2 separate regions of the Rattus norvegicus genome follow, and region 2 is linked to region 1. The links are chromatin contacts, called in public Hi-C maps. All regions are on one chromosome and are shown on one strand. Each heading gives the region's core, a stretch centred on a gene start, on an enhancer-like site or on the middle of the called end of the contact. The rest is flanking DNA. Distances are from core to core; before and after follow the strand shown. Region 1 overlaps Strn3 (striatin 3). Region 2 overlaps Ap4s1 (adaptor related protein complex 4 subunit sigma 1).

What was found. A called contact is a pair of places that touch in the nucleus more often than the background predicts.
Region 2: a Hi-C map of liver shows a contact between it and region 1, with 4 times the contacts expected there. The contact joins two enhancer-like sites. A contact is called at or near these places in 11 of 12 Hi-C or Micro-C datasets (the Rat2 cell line, Schwann cells, frontal cortex and 6 more).

What each region holds. Positions count from the first base shown.
Region 1 is chr6:74,839,856-74,846,401 of GRCr8, forward strand. All of the region lies in intron 1 of Strn3 (striatin 3), which reads right to left. Among named protein-coding and RNA genes, the nearest start is that of Ap4s1, 26 kb to the right of the region's middle. Within about 2 kb of position 3,691, at least 15 of the 93 cell types and tissues checked have an H3K27ac peak or open chromatin away from gene starts, as enhancers often do. A contact at or near this core is called in liver, where this site is marked.
Region 2 is chr6:74,905,518-74,912,425 of GRCr8, forward strand. It overlaps Ap4s1 (adaptor related protein complex 4 subunit sigma 1), which reads left to right. Exons shown (of 6, transcript NM_001130999.1): 6 at 3,963-4,345. The coding sequence ends at 4,091. Among named protein-coding and RNA genes, the nearest start is that of Strn3, 39 kb to the left of the region's middle. Within about 2 kb of position 2,039, at least 34 of the 93 cell types and tissues checked have an H3K27ac peak or open chromatin away from gene starts, as enhancers often do. A contact at or near this core is called in liver, where this site is marked.

The DNA of each region.
Region 1 (6,546 bases), core at 2,441-4,940:
AGACCCATGTTTTTAGGAAGGTTGTGGAAAGTCTTGGGCTAGAAAACTGAGTGTTGAGTGTTAATAATTAGTAAGCTAGTGTGGGAACGTAGAGATAATGCTGAAAGCAGTGCAGAGCATGTGAGTGAGGCCTGGCTTGTCAAGCCTCAGAGACAAGTTTGGAGTCTCTTAAAGGCTCTACCAAGACCATTTAATATTTTAAATTAAGAATCTGAGTTTAATTCTAGCACTTAGGAAGCAAGTGAATCTCCATGAGTTCCAGGCCAATCTGGTCTACGGCCTACAGTCTAAATAGTGAGTTCCCAACAGTCAGAGCTATGTAAAGAAACCACTTTAAAAAAAAAAATCTGCAGCTAAAGAATCAGCTATGATTAAGAAGTGACCGGCATCGGACTGTAGAGATGACTCAGTGGTTAAAAGTATCCTACTGCTCTTCAAGAGGACCTAAGTTCAATTCCGAATACCCATTTGAGGCAGGTCACAACTGCCCATAGCTCCAAGGAGATATAAAACCTTTGGCCTCTGTGAGTACCTGAACTCATATACACAACCAGATACAGACAGACAGACAGACAGACAGACAGACAGACAGACAGACAGACACACACACACACACACACACACACACACACACACACACCCCTAGACAAATCATTGCTGGGCAGTGGTGGCACATGCCTTTAATTCCAAGGCAGAGTTAGGGCTACACAGAGAGACCCTATCTTGAAAAAGAAAATCGAGGGGGCTGGAGAGATGGCTCAGTGGTTAAGAGTACTGACTGCTCTTCCAGAGGTCCTGATTTCAATTCCCAGCAACTACATAGTGGCTCACAACCATCTGTAATGGGATCCCATGCCCTCTTCTGGTGTGCCTGAAGACATTGACAGTGTACTCACATATATAAAATAAACAAATAAAAAAATTTTTAAAAAAAAGTTGCCTTGGTCATGGTTCTGTTCACACAGTAAATAAAACCCTAAGACAGAAGCTGGTATAGGGACTGTGGTATTGCTGTTATAGGCCTGACCATGCCTTAAAAAAAAAAAAGGAAGAAAGAAAGAAAGAAAGAAAAGAAAAGAAAGGAAGAAAGAAAGAAAGGAAGAAAGAAAGAAAGAAAGAAAGGAAGAAAGAAAGAAAGGAAGGAAGAAAGAAAGAAAGAAAAGCAAAAAGGGGAAGAGGGGGAACCAGCATCACTGAGGCAAAATCTTCTGGAAAATATTTCCTCAGATCAGCACACAAAGTTATAGCTCAGAGAAGACCAAGGCTGTATTTCATACTAGCAGTTGAACTTGTTGTGTAAGTGTCTCCCAAGTGGTGTAAAGGAGTCATAGAGTACATGCACTAAGAGGCCAAGAAAGGTTTTGGTAAGGGTGGGATGCAATTTCAGTGGGAGCAGAGCCTCAGGACTGAAGTGGTCATAGGGTGAAGCTGAGGCTCTGGCACCATTTGGCTGGTCAAAGTCCCTGAAGAGAGCTTAGGTGAGAATAAGGTTAAAGGTGTAGGAGAAACCCAGCAGTTTGGGAACACAGTGGCAGATGTGGGGTGGAGCTGGCTGGCCTGAGCCTTAAAGACAAGGCTTCTGTGCTGTACCAGGTAAAGCCAGAAAAGTGGGGCTGCCAAGCCCTTTGGCGTGCAGAAGATCTTAGGCCCCCAGGGTCTAACTCTGAGCTTTATACTGCCGGACTTCGGTTTTGCTTTGACTGTGACTGTGCCCTGGTTTGTCCCTCTTTGAGTAAGAAAACATATAATTTATTCACAGTTGAGAGACTTTGGTAGACAGTTATATAGGCATAATGTTATATACTGGGTAAATTTTATCCTTGTGTCATTCAAATGCTGATTTTTTTTCAAATGCACATTTTTCTCTGTCCACATAGCGTGTTTCAATTTGGGACTCGGAATTGTAATGCTATTCCAAGAATCTCCTGTCTCAAGTTTGTGTAAACAATTCTTACCATTTATTCTCTGCCTTGTCAATCAATAAAAGCTGATCATCAATAGCTGAGAATATAGAATAGAGAAGGACTCCCACCAGCCAGAAAGAAGAGTAAGATTCCACCACATGGAGAAAGAAAAGTGTTGAAAAGCGCTGCGGCTGAAGAATGAAAGACCTAAAGGCAAGTATTTTAGGATTTTGGCTGGGAGGTAGCCGATTAGTTCAGGGGATGAAAATAGATCAAATGACTGCCCAGGTATTGAGGTAAAGCCTTAACTAAATCTTGGTTTCTCTGTCGTTTTTGAGGAACTAGCTAGGGTTAAAAAACCCAGCCCCTGTGTTAATTTACTACATACAGTTATATTAAAATTAACATTTGGGCTGGAGAGATGGCTCAGCGGTTAAGAGCACCCGACTACTCTTCCAGGTGTCCTGAGTTCAATTCCCAGCAACCACATGGTGGCTCACAACCATCTGTAAGGAGATCCAATGCCCTCTTCTGGTGTATCTGAAGACAGCTACAGTGTACTTATATATAATAAATGAATAAATATTTTTAAAAAATTAACAATTCACTCATAGAAGAGAGTTGTCCTCTGGCCTCCATATGTATATGCATGCACACAAAGATAAGCAGATACAGACACATACACTAAATAAAGTTTAGTAAAAAGCGTCATTGGCGGCGGCAGTGTCATCATGGTGTTTATAGAGACAGGGTTTCTTTGTGTAATGGAGCCCTAGCTGTCCTGGAACTTGCTCTATAGACCATGCTGGCCTTTGTGTGTGTGTGTGTGTGTGTGTGTGTGTGTGTGTGTGTGTGTGTGTAGGATTTTTCTTTATTATATGTAAGTACACTGTAGCTGTCTTCAGACACACCAGAAGAGGGCATCAGATCTCATTACAGATGGTTGTGAGCCATCATGTGTTTGTTGGGAATTGAACTCAGGACTGCTGGGAAAGCAACCAGTGCTCTTGACCTCTGAGCCATCTCTCCAGCCCCCATATTGGCCTTGAACACAGAGATCCACCTGCCTCTGCCTCCCAAGGGCCGGGATCAAAAAGGTGTGCAACACCAATACCCAAAAGGTGTAAGAGGTGAGAGCATTTAGCTGCCTGTACCACATGATGAATCCCAGGCTTCCTGAAAAGCTAAGTACCAAGACCTGCCTCAACAAGCTAAAAGTGGGGAAAGAGCATCCTACAACGGAATGTGTGGTTGGGTCAACGAAGGTAGGACTTCCCATCCCTTTTTAACTGGAGTGCTGAGGTTTGCGTCCAGAGCTTCATATTTGCAAGGTAAGTACTCCAAAGAAATGTTTTCCCCAACAGAAAAAAATTGTTAAACACCAGCAAAATACTTTAACTGGTGACATCAATGGCTGTTTTTAACTAACCCTGATCTAAAAAGTAGAAAGGTAAGCCAGGCATAGTGGTGCATGCCTTTAATCCCAGCACTGAGTTCCAGGCCAGGCTGGTTCACACAGTTTCAGGGCAGACAGGGGCACACAGAGAGACATTGTCTCAAATGAACAAAGTAGAAAGGGAAGTAGTTAACTTGACACATTACCAAAGCAAAATTATACAAACTTGTTTTTACCTAGCCAATTTTAGTTAATAACTCAGCATAACCCAACCTTGTTCCTGAATTTCAACATCTGGTACCATGTTTTACATATCTCCTAAATTCATTCAACATTAGACAAAAGAACTATTTAGTATTTGCTGATGTTTGGGGACAACCACTAGAGGTCACCAGCATAAAACGTTTAATATTGATTCAAGCAGGATCAGTCTAAACGAGTCACAATTGTTTCCCTTTCCAGTACCCTTTACTAAAACAAGATTCAGTTAGAAATAATTTCAGGTGAACCACTAACATATAAAGTGAATTCTCCCCCTTCCCATACACACACACACGCATATAAAATGGTATCATTCAAGGGCTGAGAATAATGATTCGATGGTTAAGGGAGCTTGCCAAGTAACTGTAAAAACTAGAGTTTGGACCCAACACCCATATTACAAGCCAGGCCACTTGTGCATGACTGCAATCCCAGCTCCAAGGGAAGCAGGAGGACTGCTGGGACTTGCTGGCTTCCAGCTTATTTGAGAAACCCAGTTTCAGAAGAGATCCTGCCTCAAAGGTCAAAAGAACAGTTGCAGACAGACAAGAGCAGCTACATCCTCCTCTGGCCTCTGAGTGTGTACACACAGAAGTACATACAAATACAGTAAATAATCATACAAAGGGTTCAAAACACACACGCATGCTTCTAAAAAAGTGTGTATTTATTTCATGTAAATAAGATTATAAACAGCCTTCTTACTTCAGGTAAGGCTTGCCCCTACATGCTTAACAAAAAAAAATCATAATTTTTTAATTTTTTAAAATTCTGGAATAGATAATAGAGATAATAAATAGCCATCTATAATATTTGTTAAATATATATGGGTAAGTCTCATTTATGCCTTACAAACAAACCTATAACTTGGTGTATTTCCCCCACTTTCTTTACAGAAGAGTTCAGAGAAGTACACTGTTAAAGGAAATTCTCTTGCTTTTTCCCAAGAGAAACAGTGGAACCACTAAGACCTGAATTTAGACAATCTTAGTTTAGAATACACTCTTTTGCTTATAAAACAATAAAGCATCTATAACTAGCAGGGAAAAAAATCAGTTAAAGAAGTAAATGTGACAGTATTAATTACATTCACATCTAAAACCTGCATTAACTTCATTTCTGAATTAGAATATTTTTAAATTTTGTTTTGTGTGTATAGGGATATGGGGACTATGCACATCACTGAGTAAAATGAAGGTCAGAAGACAACTTGTAGGGGACCTGGTTCTTTCCTTGACCATGTGGGTTGCATGTATACAACTCATGTCATCAGCCTTGGCAGCAAGCACCTTTTACTTGCTAAGCCTTCTTGCCTATCCTGAATTAGAATTCTTAACAATAACAAGCTCTAAGCCAGTATAGCAAAATTATCTGAATTAGCAAGCAGAATAAAAAATACTGGTCAGCTCACTTTCAGATCAAAAATATTGGAATCCAATCCTTTTTTCATAAATACTTAAATTAGGCAAATGCCACCAGAATATAAGTTCAAATAAGGTATGAATTTTTCTATCTTTTCTATATCTACATCATTGATATAGTATTATACAAAGCAATGCTTGGCATACATGAAAGTATTTTTTAAAGATTTATTATGGGTGTAAAAGTATTTGTGTGCACATATGTGTGATGCAGCGCTCAGAAGGCAGTACTGGATCCCTTGAAGCACCAGATACAGGTGATTTTTGGTGTGAATTTGGGCCCTCTGAAGAGCAGTAGTAGTAAGTGCTCTTAACCATTTGACCATCTCTTTAGGTCCCATTTTTGTTCTAGTTTTTATAAGACAAGATCTCAAGAGCCCAAGATAACCTCAAACTCCTTATTCTGCTTCAATCTCTCAAGTGTTATGATTACAGATGTGTAGCAGCATGTCCAGTTTTATGTGATATAGAGGATGGAACCCCCTTGGGGCTATCCATGCATGCTAAGCAAGCCAGCACTCTATGAACTGAGTTACATCCTCAGGCAAACACCTTTGCTCTTGTTGAACAATGTTAGAAATTATAGTTTTCCGCTTTATGGATTATAAAATAAGGAAATAATCTTACATGTGTAATTCACTTTTATAAGGCTTTCTTTGTTAGTTTTGTGCATTTATTTTTATAAATAAAATAAATACATTTTTATGTGGATAGTTGCCCAAGGATATCAGAAGAGGGTGTAAGATCTCCTAGGAATTAAACCTGAGTCCTCTGGAAAAGCAGCCAGAGCTCTTAGCCACTGAGTTCTCTCCACACCCAACATGTACAATTCTTTTTTTTTCTTTAAGAAGCATTTATTTATTTTATGTATGTGAGTACACTGTAGCTGTCTTCATACACAGAAGAGGGCATTGAATCCCATTACAGATGGTTGTGAGCCACCATGTGGTTGCTGGAATTGTACTCAAGATCTCTGGAAGAGCAGTCAGTGCTTTTAACCTCTGAGCCATCTCTCCAGCCCCAACATGTACAATTCTTAACAATTGTACTTATTCTACCTTTGACATTTTACTTTAAAATAAGGCAAAAATGTTTTATATGATTAAAGGGGAATTCATTTGGTCCAAATAAATATGTTCTAATTTCAGACTTTACTACTCTACTGCATACTAATTCAAAACACTCATGACCGAAATTAAGAATGTGTTTATTTGAAAATCTGAACATGAATAAGATGAAATAACTGTAGGTTTCAGGAACCCAGTATTTCTACTTAAAATTTATACTACAGTATAATCAACATTTGTCCATGTAACCTACTATTAAATTTTCCAAGGCGGTTAAAAGTGAACACAATCTCTATACTTAACCTTGAGAAAGACAATGGTGCAAGAAGTGAATCACAACACTAGGGAGGATGAGACATGGGGGTTACCAGAAATGTGAGGTGTACGCTACACAGTACCAAGCTAGCCAGAGCTACAAACCCTACAAAACAGTCTCTCACTTGACACACAGCACAGCCATTTCAACTACAGGTATTTCAAGATACCCTAGGCTTTAA
Region 2 (6,908 bases), core at 789-3,288, 64 kb after region 1:
ACTAGGTGGGTACTGGGAATTGAACCCAGGTCTTCTGGAAGAGCAGCAGTGCTGTTAACCACTGAGCCATCTCTCCACCCCATGGCATTGTATCTTAACTAAGCCATTGAAAGCAATTCAAAATAAATCTGCTTCTAACTGGACAGGAGAGTGGAAAAGCAGTCACCAGGTAAACGACAAGAGCTAGCAGACACTTCTGGAGTTCAAAAGCTCAAGATCCACTTTGGCCTTGCCACTAACTGCCCGTTGTATTGAGCAAGCCACACTTATTTCCAAGGGGATAATCAAGCCAGAGAAGCTTGAGTACTGGCTCAGCCTGGCCTGGGGTCCTGTCGTGACAGAGGTGGGGCGGCAGAGCCCCAGAAAGCCCCTTTCCTCTCTGTGCTGTTTAAGGCTTTAAGGCTGAGAGGTTCTCTGCACTGGACTTTAAGAAATAAGGCAAACCCTTTACATTTCTCCTCAGTCCACACTCAGTCCTATTTCCTGCTGAGACTTACAAAACCAGACAGATGGGATTTAAACAGAAATGACCCAAGCACAAAAAATCAGTTCAGGAATTCTGGCTTCATTCCAGTATGTGGAACCCCCTCGGTGCAGTGGTGTCCAGTGAGCAAACTGTCCCCTTGAGACTGAGCACTTCAGTGACCTGAGTCACCTTATGAGGAATAAGTGCCTCACGGTGTCCTCCTCAGTGCTGGGATCATACCTGAGCCACCGCCTCCAGCTCTTACCTTTCAGTGAGTTCTCTGATGCTCCAAGGTACCATATCTTACCGTCTCTCCCAACCCTCTGTCTTGCCCTACTCACTTTGTCCCTTGTGTCTTGGTTATTTTAGTCAAAAGTAGTAACAAGAAGTTATAAGAAGCAGTGGGAGTTAGGGCTCATTGTCCTGGCGCTGAGCTGGGGTGGGGTTCACGGGGAGAGCATTAGTCTAGCATTCCTAAGGCTCTGGTTCAATCCCAGGAAAGCAAGCTAGAAAGAAATACACATAAAGCCACAGCTTACATTCATACTTTTAGATCTATTTTATGTGTTTTGTCTGTATGTATTTCTGTGTGTCACATCTGTGCCTAACACGGAAAGGAGTTGAGAACAGGGTGCCACATCTCCTGGACCTAGAGTTACAGATGGCTGTGAACTGCTATGTGGGTGTCCTTAACTGTTGTTGAGTCATCTCTCCAGCTCCTAGAAGAAGCCATTTTGGTGTCATATCAGGCTATGGCTTGCTCCATTCTCTCACTTGTTAAAGACAATTAACCAGCCATGTTCATATTTAAAATCCTGCAGGGATGAGTGATGGGAAGGCAGGGAGAGAAGGGCCAGGAGTTCAAGTCCATCTTCAACTACCATAGCAAGGTCAAGGCCAGTCAGACTACCTAAGATCCTGGCTTGAGGAAAATAAAACATGTAAGAAGCATATATATGAAACAACACACACACACACACACACACACACACACACACACACACAAACATGTAAGTTTTAGGAGCTGGAGAGCAGCTCCTTGTGTAGGTCACATCTAGTGTTCCGTTACAGTTTGCCTTCCATAGCAGTCCTCAGTGGTTTTGGGTTTCCTTGTTGAGAGACATGGATTTAGTGAATGTGCTCTCGGGAAGTTGTACGTGGTCTTCAGGGTCAGTCATGTTCAACCCAGGCTGAAGGAAGTTCTTTCCCTGGTTGCTTGAATTAATGGATCACAGTCCAGTTCCTTCTTGCTTCCTCCAGTTCCAAATGTCAGAGCTGAATTTTACTGTTTACTGCATCCAGGCTTGGCATATAGGACACTTTCTTGGTTCCTGGCATATGGCCCAAATGCCACTAATTTTGGCTGCACCAGTGTGTACAAGTTGCTCATAAATCAAATCAAGATACAAGCAACAGCTGGATTCCTATTTTAAAGGAGGCATGTGACTTTAGGGAGCCATCGGGAACTGGTCTAGGTTTACTCACGTGGTGCAGAACTGGGTGATCATTAGGGTTTGAGCCAGATACAGAGATAGCCAGACAGTCATGTGTGCACAGTACATGACCTCACTGACTAACTTGTGTTTCCAGGAGGCTGGGAAAGTCAGGCTTGCCAAAGGACCTTGTCCTTGCAGTGTGCGTGTGCCCGTGGTTGGCGTGATTCAGCAGTAAGTTCTGACTCGAATTTTAGAGCAGCCGGCAGTTGCTCGAGGGGATATCCAAACGACAGCTGTTTATTTGCTGAAGATGTAAGAGTTTGATCAGTGAAACAACAGATGAGGTTTCCTGATCCAGAGATCAGGAAAATAAGCAGTAAAGCCCACTGCCCTCGATGCCTCGAGTCCAAGGGTCTGTTTCATTCAGCCACCTGGGCTGCTGAACTCCACAGACAGGCTGTTATCTACCCCAGGCAGACATCTAGCTTGCTTCCTATGGGGAAATGACCTTGAACTTCTGATCTTCCTGTCCTCACCTCCCAAGAGTGGAGATTACAGGAGTGCATTTCTGCACCTTGTTCAGAGGGCACTGGGATCACAAGCGCTAGACAAGCACTGCCCACTGAGCTGCACCCACTCCTGGCTCCAGTGCTCTTTGACTGGGTTCTCATTTTGTCTCAGCTTGTAAGCTCTGGCCACTGGTTCTGATGAACAGGGCTGAACCTAACTTCATTTCAGTCCTACTTTGGCCTAGGACAAAGCAATCATCTATATAATTGGAAGACATTATTAATAGGTATATCAGAGCAAAGGGTTTTTTCTTTCTGGGTCACTTAGGGACAGTTCCCATCGGCTCCTCTATTCTGCTAGAGGGCTATTTGCACAGAACTTAATGAGATGTTAACAGAGTCTAATGGAAACTGAAGTCATTCACAGGCTGTCCCAGTCTCTGTAGACAGACTTCACTGAACAAGTACAGTAGAGACTTTGAATATCAGGAATTGACCAATATCAGGTAATTTTTTGTTTTGCAAATATTCACTAATTACAAGCTCACTGGTGTTTCTAATCACCTATTTGTCAAATGAAGTTTTTCCATCTGAGGCAGCTGTTTCTTTTCACACAGTTCCTTAAAAATAGAACCTAATGTTTCAAATGTAAAATTGAGAAACATCCAACCATGGCAACCACCTTGCTCCACAGTGAGATGCCCAGATGGAGGGATTCTCGGGGAGTCTGGGGCTTTCTGGTTCCTCATTGCCAGCGCCCTCTCTTCCAGTCTGAGACTAGCTTCCCAGTGAACACTTCCCCACGTTAAGGCTTCAGAATCTGAGAGATGCCATTTGTGAAACTCAGAGCTTGGGTCTTGGGGGAGTTTAGTCAGCTTCCGCTTCTTTCTTCTTTCCTTCTGCCTGGCAGAGAGGACAGCTGATGCTGCAGGCCAAGAAGGACATTTGCTGTGGGTATGTAGAGCCTGGGACTGGCTCCTGGAGAGAAAGAAGCCTGGGGAACAGAGCAGGCAGTCCAGCCCAGCACTGGCGTGTACCTGCCCTGTGACTTTGGCCAGACTTTGGACTGTTTACGTCTGAATAAAGTGAGGCTTGTGCAGAAGACTGGAGTTTACAATAAGGCGTTCATCACAACGTCTGGAACCCCAGCTTCCAACAGGCACTGATGCGATTACTGAGGCTGAGCTGTTACCGGCTGTGTTCTCTGGCATTAAACATTCTACCCCCTGTGCCACTCTGCACTGGGATGGGGCTCAGTGCTAGAGCTTTGCCTGGGTTCCATCCTAAGCACAAATACATACACTCGTATGTGCACACACACTCAGGTGCACATGCACACATGCTCACAAACATAATCTGAGTAGCTGTTTCATTTCATTATCTGCCTACCCGACTTGCTTAGCCAAGATGAATACAGGTGTGCACATGTGTATGGAGGTAATGTCTCAGGATCTAAGGCAAACCTCATGTTAGGTTTCTTTGTACTAGGCTAAGCCACGCCATTACTTACATCTACTAAATTCTCCAACTGATTTCCTTAATGTGACGTAGATAATGTTTAATTTGGACAAAGTCCACATCATTTTGGATGAGATGGTGTTAAATGGCTGCATTGTGGAAACTAACAGAGCAAGAATTCTTGCCCCGCTACTGATTCTTGACAAGATGTCGGAGAGCTGACGAAGACAAGGTTTGAGCCATGTGAAGGCCAAGAAGACATCAGAAACAGCAGCCTTCTGGAAACTGTCACTACTACCTATCTCCCAGAGTTCCTAAAGAGAAAACACATTCTGTACAAACAAAATGTCTCTCTTAACAGAGAGCCACAGTCTTACTTGGTGAATGTAGGCTTGCTTCCCTCTGCAGAACAGCAGGGCTGCAACATGGCAGCTGTCCCATCAGCCAATAAACTTCAAATTTACTTGACCACGTGATATTTGGTTAACGTCCTTCTGCTTGCTACCCCTCTCCTTAAAGTCCTGAGAGTACTCTCTCTCCACTGTGCTATATACAGCCCTAGGTATGCTGCCACCTTTCCTAAAGAGTGTGTGTGTGTGTGTGTGTGTATGTGTGTGTGTGTGTGTGTGTGTGTACATGCAGAGACTAGAGGCCAGCCTCGGTGCTCTTGTATTTAAATAGACTTCTAACTTATTTTTTGAGAACATCATACATGTGTGCAGTGTATTGATCATATCCGCCTTTCACTCCCCATCTTTGTTTTTGAGACAGGTCTTTCTCTGAACCTAGAGCTCACTGACTGGGCTTGAGTGGCTGGCAGCACAGGGATCCTGTCTTCAGCGTCTCAGGACTGGGATCACAGACGTGTGCTGCTCTCCAGAATTTAAGTTCTGAAGGTCTGGACTTGGGTTCTCAGGGTTATACAAGCCAGTCTACCACCTAAGCCTCCTCTTCAGACCTATTTTATTTTGTTTTGTTTTATTTTGTTTTATGAGGTTATGTGCAGTGCCTCCAGCTTGGGATGTACAGAGGGATGACCTTGTGAGTTCTGGGCCTACCTGAGCTGTGTAGCAAAATTCTGTCTCAAACAGACAAAAAACCAGAAGTTTATTTTAACACACGCACCTAGGAAATTCATATTCACTTGCCAGTTTCTGGAAGTGTTTGATACCCACCTTAAGGATATTTAGCAATTATGCCAACAAGCAGTTAACTTCACGGTGCTCTGAAATAATCATGATATAGTACAAGAGTTCTCGCAGCTATTATGATGCCACGTTTTACTATTATCCTTGCATATTCAGACAGGGTCTCGGTATAGCCAGGGTGGCCCCAAAATTCTTACATAGCTGAGGATGACCTGGAGCTCCAAATCCTCCTGCCTCTACCTCCCAAGATCTGGGAGTACAGGTTATCATATGTGGTTATGGCATATTCTAAGTGTCTTCCTAGTAAGCTCATCAATAAAATTTACATTAGTTCCAAGAAATAGAACAAGACAATTTCATCAGGCTGGTGCAAAATAAGCACTTTCCTTCTCTTATTCTATGACAGTTTTGTTTTTAAATTAACACACAAGGTATTTTATAAAAATTGTCAACACTTGACGAACTTTGTGCTAAATGTCTGTATTGTTCCAATCTTATGTATGTGCTGCTGAAGCGAGCACGTGACGTGTCTGAGTCCATCTTCAGTGTTTTAGAACAGTCAGTACAGAGAAGAGCCCCTGCTGCCCGCGCCCTGCCAAAACCTTCTGCCACTCAGACGACAGAGTACACAGGGCTGTCTTACCAAGAGCGTGTATGTGCAGACTGGTGTGAGGGGCTGTGCATGGGGGGAAGCAGAACTCTATGGACCCTGTGCTGCTCTCATATAAGGATGGGGAGAGAAGACAGTTTTCTAAAATTTTATATACAGATTTTAGAGTTTTAATCTATAAAGACCAGAAAACTAGACATAGGAGACTGTAAAAGCCAATGTGGACTGTTCGGACCTCAGTTGGGAAGGCATAGGAAAGGCTCTGGCCCCTGGGAACAGTGCACATTGATGCACTAAGTCCTCGGGATGTGGGGAAAGCCCCATCTAGATCAAGACCTTCGATGTCTTGCAGATTCGCAGTATCAGGGAAACACTGTCCTAGTTGGTAGGCACTTAATCATTAGCATGTGGAGGTAACTGCAGAAACTGGTGCACCACAAGTAGCTAGGGAGTGGACAAAATTAACTTTTGGGTCACACTAAAATAGTAGATGAATTATATCCTGGCACAGATTCTAGTACCTTCAGAGAATATTAAAGTTTTTAAAAAATATTAAGTAGATACCATAGCCAAATACACAGAAGAGCTCTAACTGTACTTGGAGACCTTGGTGTGTCTGACAACACCTGACTCAGTGTGTTGTGACCACCTCACTTCAGCCAAGTGCCTGCAGGAACTTCTAAACTGCTCTAACAGTCACAGTGTGACCCGCTATAGCTAGACCAGGTAGGACCTGGCGAACTCAAACAGGCTCAGCTGTCTTCCCCACTCAGACAGTGCCATGCAAAGCAACCACACGTCCATAAGCAAAAGAACATGACTGTTCTAATAAGACACGGACATTCCAGGCTGGGGGTGTTGGTATGTTTGCCTAGCACTGCATAAAACAGGCCTGACGATAAATGCTGTGATCCAACGCTGGGGGAGGCAGAGGCAGAGGAACCAGAAGTTCAACACCATTCTTGGTTACACGGAGTTTGAGGCCAGCCTAGGTTAGAGATCTTGGAAAAATTATTTTTTCATGTCATAAAATACTACCTTTACTTGTATTTTTAGCCATCTAAAGGGGCCAGGGCTGGAGAGATGGCTCAGTGGTTAAGAGCACTGACTGCTCTTCCAGAGGTCCTGAGTTCAAATCTCAGCACAACCATCTGTAATGGGATCTGATGCCCTCTTCTGGTGTGTCTGAAGACAGCTACAGTGTACTTATATAGAATAAATAAATAAATCTTTGAATAAATGAATAAATGAATGCACTTGTCACAAAGTCTGGAGATCTGA